2 separate regions of the Oryza sativa genome follow, and region 1 is linked to region 2. The links are chromatin contacts, called in public HiCAR-type maps. All regions are on one chromosome and are shown on one strand. Each heading gives the region's core, a stretch centred on a gene start, on an enhancer-like site or on the middle of the called end of the contact. The rest is flanking DNA. Distances are from core to core; before and after follow the strand shown.

Region 1 (2,729 bases), core at 225-2,724, 67 kb after region 2:
ATATATATATATATATATATATATATATATATATATATATATATATATATATATATATATATATATATATATATATATATATATATATATATATATATATATATATATATATATATATATATATATATATATATTTTTTTTCTGAATTTGATTCAAAGGGGGAAAATATAGGATATGATACATGATAAGTAATAAGTTATCAAATACTATCTCCGTCGTAAAATAACTTTATTTTTCACCCATTCCGCACGTACCAATGTAAAAGCAAAATGATAAGAACACCCTCCACTATTAAATCCCAATACAATTGTTTTTCACTTAATTCAGTTCTAGTATTTGTTCCATTCTTTCACAAACTTCAATACAATGATTGCTCAAAGATAAATTTAGTATGGGATAAAGATTACCTTATTTTGAGATGGGGGAGTACTATATATTCTCTATTCCAACTCCGAGCAAGTGAGCAACAAATATGGGAGAGGATACATAATAAGTAATTATTTCACGGGTACTATTCGTTTATGAGAAATGACAGAGTCAGTGTTACAGAAAAGTATACTTCTTATACCTATATTTATGACTACCGGGAATAACGTATACCTGGTCCTTTATGGAAGAGTATGTTCAAAAATAGATGTCAGACTCTGATCCGTATGCTACAAAGTCTTATCTGTTCATAGCCTATTTGAATCACGAGTTCTATTTAGACAAGAGGTTGTTTGTCCGTATAAATACAAAGCCCCTAGGGAGGAGAGTGCATTGGATCATAAACCGTAACCACAAGCCATATCCCATATCGAATATCAATCGGGAGGAAACCCTAAATCTAGTCTTTGATTACAAGTTGCTAGTTTAGTCCTCACCGAAGGTAAGCTGGTAGGCCAAATTAGCTAGCTTGCTCTTCCTTTATAATCGGTGTAACACATCTCATAGCAGCTGTACATATAAACTAGATTATGGCTATTACCCCATTTCGGATGCTTGACCGCTTGAACCAACCAGTATAAAATTCATTATCTTCCGTTTTCTTTTTTCCAATATTAGATATACCCTCATACGCCTTTTAAAATATCGTCATTGAGCTTAACCTTTCTTAATTTTTAGGGGCAATTGTAAATTCACCACTATTTTGAATCGTTATTGTAAGACTGCTACTAAAAAATTGCAAAAATGCTATTAGAACTGCCATTAAAATGGCATCCTTGCAAAATTTTTATGGATAAAAAAAAATGACGTACGTGATCCGACAGTATCCATCCTGTACCGCTCGAAAAAAATTATTGAGCTTGCCGAGCCGAGCCGAGCCGAGCCGTGGAGCCAGGAAAGAGGTGAAAATCCACACAACCACCTGTTATTATCTCCCCTATCCAAAATTACACCAAGCCCCCTAATATCTCGGCGGAATCCTCTCCAACTCCCCTCCCCTCACCTCTCTCCTCTATAAAAACCCTCCCCTCCCCATCCACCCATCCTCCTCCAACTCCAACGGATCACTCACCTTGCCTCGCCCTCGCCCTCGCCACCATCCAACGACGTCGACTCGTCGCCGGCGACGACTCCGGCCGCGCACATACGCCTGGTAATACGTACTACGCGGGAACCAAATCTTACGCACGCGCGCACGAACGCCCATGGGGCTCCTTGACCAGCTCTGGGACGAGACGGTGGCCGGCCCGCGCCCGGACTCCGGCCTCGGCAAGCTCCGCAAGTACTCCTCCTTCTCGCCCTCCTCCTCCTCCGCCGCCGCCGCCGCCCCCGGGACGGCGCCGCCGGATGCGCCGGCCGCGACGGTGACGCGCAGCATCACCATCGTCCGGCCGCCGTCGCTGTCCGTCCCGTCGCCGCGCGGCGGCGGCGGCGAGTACAGCTCGTCCGTGCCGTCCTCCCCAGCCAGCGCGCCGGACTCCCCGTTCGCGTCAGGTGGGGGTCTCCTCTGTTTTTTTTTTCTTTCTCTCTCTTGGATTCTGGATTGGCGTGTAGTAGAGCCGCCCTCGCATCGATGCACTGTAGAACTCTAGATCTGCGTTCGTGGTTGGTTGGTTGGGGGATTGGATCCCGATGCGACGAGAGACCATGGTTGCGTGTCAATCTGGTGAGCTTTTTCCATGGAAATGGGAGAGAGACAAAAAAATCATCAAAATTGTTTGTTGCTTTTTATGCTTTATGCCTTGAGTGCGGCTGATGCAGTCAACAGAATACAGATCTACGGAGTTCATTCATCTGTTCTTGATTGATGCTATCTGTGGAGTTCATCTAATCAAGAAATGGTGGATCGTAGTAGTCTGATAGTACAGGGTTAATATTGAATTCAGAAATTAAGAAAGTAATGGGAACTGATGCATGTGCCTGACGTGTTTGTGAAATTTGATTCGGTGGTGCAGCTACTACGCCCAAGGGGGACAGCTGGAGGAGGCTTCGCCGGAAACCCAAGACGGCCACCGACGCCGCGCCGGAGGCCGCCGCCGCCGTCGGGCCGAGAAGCCCCACCGTCTACGACTGGTTCGCACTCTTCCCTTCTCTCTCTGCAAGGTTACAGTTCCGCCATGGTTGGTTGGCTCTGATCTGAAACTCTTGGTTCTTCTTGCTGTGCTTGCAGGGTGGTCATCAGTTCGTTGGACCGATGAACTATAGCGCGATCCAGCGTGGTGAAAAAGTTCTGAAAAATCTGAAAAAACAAAATAACCAATCGAGCAGAGGAATATCTATGACAAAGGAAGCTAGCTAGCTGA
Region 2 (2,707 bases), core at 77-2,576:
TGCACGAATGCATCGAGCTCAGCTGTGGCCTGGAAATCTGAATTGATCGAATTTGATCATCTCACTACTCCCTCCATCCTCTAATATAAGAGATTTTCACATTTTACTTGCACTGTTTTACCATTCGTCTTATTTAAAATATTTTAAAATTATTATTTATTTTTTACTTACTTTATTATTCAAAGTCTTTTAAGCACAACTTTTCGTCTTTTATATTTGCACAATTTTTTTTTAAGTAAGACGAGTGATCAAATAGTGTAAGTAAAATGTTAAAATCCCTTATATTAGGGATGGATGGAGTAGTACAGTAGGTTTCATGGCGTGTGCATTCGTTTTACGCATGACATGCCTTGATGCGGAATGTGATGTGTGTCTGTACTGCAGAGTGTAGTTCTTTTTGGGCCCTGTTTAGTTTTCAAAAAGTTTTTCTCAAAAACATCACATCGAATTTTTGGACACTTCCATAAAACATTAAATATAGATAAAAATAAAAACTAATTGCATAGTTAGAGAGGAAATTGCGAGACGAATCTTTTGAGTCTAATTAGTTCATGATTAGCCATAAGTGTTACAGTAACCCACATGCGCTAATGACGAATTAATTAGGCTCAAAAGATTCGTCTCGCGGTTTCTAGGCAAGTTATGAAATTAGTTTTTTCATTCGTGTCTGAAAACTCCTTCCGATATCCGGTCAAACGTCCGATGTGACACTCAACAATTTTCATTTCGCGAACTAAACGGGGCCTTGGTGCGGGGTGCAGACTGCAGTGTGTAGTTTAGAGAAGGTTTGCTTTGCCCTCCTGGACTCTCCTATCCACGCACATCATCATCATTCATCATGCGCGAACCGGAACAACGAGAGGGTGAAAAAACGTGCGGAGCCCATGCCACGGGAGCACTAGTGCGATGCAGCTCATCGTCTACGGCGGCGGAGCGGAAATACTTGGACCCTGGAGATCAAAACGCCGGAGATTCCTGCGTGCGCTGCGCTCGCCGGATTACACGAGCCACAATTCTATCGTTCGCGGTGACTGACACACCTGCTCACATGCTTGTCCCGTCAAGCCTTACTTTAAACTTGAACATTACTATAGTATTTCAAAAGAATGCTACTCCTATTTATAACCACGTTTCAAAAGTTAAAAAAAAATCGCTATAGTATTATTGTATTTGTGCTCCTCGAAATTTGAAAAAAACGAGATGACAATGGTGCATGTCTAAATATCTGGCTATTTAATTTGTAGATGTATGCGCAGCCTTCCTGTGCTTGGCCGCTTGGGCCCTGTCGGTTTGCTCACCAGCTTTGGTCCACTCCACCCATCGTGCCTGGCAGCGTTTATGCGTAGTAGTACGTGCGCACACAGTTTTGTGACACGAGACTGCGTGCGCAGATGTCTGGGAGGCGAATTACAACATGTGTGTGCACATAACGTAGGGGCTGGTGATTGGTAAATGCTGACGACGCAAAATAAATGACCCGAACCACATTCTAGACAATCAAGTGGGGGGTATAGGGTGTACGCACTGGTGGAGAAGTGCTTTTTAGTCCCGGTTCGTAACCCCCTGTAGTCCCGGTATCCGGGACTAAAGATCGATCTTTAGTCCCGGTTGATGACACCAACCGGGACTAAAGATAGTCCCGGTTGGTGTCATCAACCGGGACTAAAGAGAGGGTAGCGGCAGTCCATCAGCTAGTCCTTTTTTCTTTTTTATTTTCTCCCGAATCGAGTGGTATGCATATCATCAAATCAAACCCCAAATCCACATCACAACTCCACAGCACGATTAACAGATTCACCACAAATTCATTCACAATATCCATTCACATATTCATTCACAACATCACAAATATATTCACAATATTGATTCAAAGGTTCATTGACAACATCGAGTCACATACTCATTCACAACATCACAGATTCATTCACAATATCGATTCATAAATTCATTCACAGATCAAAACATCCAAACCACAAATTAAAAAAAATCAAAAAAAAAATCGACTCACCGGCCGGCCTCCCATCCCGCCGCCAGCTGGCCACCCATCTCGCCACTTCCCCTCCGGCCGGATCTGGGGGAGGGGAGGGCGAGGCCGCCGGCGACCGGCCTCCATTCCGCCGGCCCGCGCCGGGCCGCCGCCGGCCGTCCTCCATCCCGCCGCTTCCCCTCTGGCCGGATCTGGAGGAGGGGAGGGCGAGGCTGCCGGCGACCGGCCTCCATCCCGCCGGCTCACGCCGGGCCGCCGCCGCCCGTCCTCCATCCCGCTGGCCCGCGCCCGGCCGCAATCCCGCCGCCGCCGGCCGGCCGCCGCCAGCCCCAGCCCGCGCCTGGCCGCCGCCAGCCCGCGCCCGGTCGCCTCCATCCCGCCACCGCCGCCCGGCCGCCGCCAGCCCGCGCCCATCCCCCATCCCGCCGCCGTCGGCTGCCTCTGCAAGAGGAAGAGGGGGAGGGGAGGAGGAGAGGGGGTGAGAGAAAAGGAAGGGGAGAGGATGAAGATAAGGAAGGAGAAGAAAAAGAGATAAGGATGGAAGATAGAGAGAGAGAGGGGCTACGCATGCGCTTGTGCGTGGGCTGGTGCGTACGCTTTATTCCCGGTTGATATTATCAACCGGGAGTAAAGATCCCTGGGATCTTTACTCCCGGTTGATATCAACCGGGAGTAAAGATCCCTGGGATCTTTAGTCCCGGTTGGTGTTACCAACCGGGA

The links. HiCAR-type assays count read pairs that join an accessible place to other places.
Region 1: a HiCAR-type map of leaf shows a contact between it and region 2, with 2.4 times the contacts expected there. The contact joins the promoter of LOC4345738 here to the enhancer-like site in region 2. A contact is called at or near these places in 2 of 15 Hi-C or Micro-C datasets (panicle and an unstated tissue) and 1 of 4 datasets of contacts at active chromatin or transcription factors (leaf).

The regions. Positions count from the first base shown.
Region 1 is chr8:22,327,391-22,330,119 of ASM3414082v1, forward strand. It overlaps LOC4345738 (dormancy-associated protein homolog 3), which reads left to right and starts at 1,475. Exons shown (of 3, transcript XM_015795557.3): 1 at 1,475-1,920; 2 at 2,382-2,499; 3 at 2,597-2,729. The coding sequence starts at 1,632. The coding sequence ends at 2,624.
Region 2 is chr8:22,260,260-22,262,966 of ASM3414082v1, forward strand. No RefSeq gene overlaps it. Among protein-coding and RNA genes, the nearest start is that of LOC136351282, 3.8 kb to the left of the region's middle. Within about 2 kb of position 1,327, at least 2 of the 15 cell types and tissues checked have open chromatin away from gene starts, as enhancers often do. A contact at or near this core is called in panicle, where this site is marked.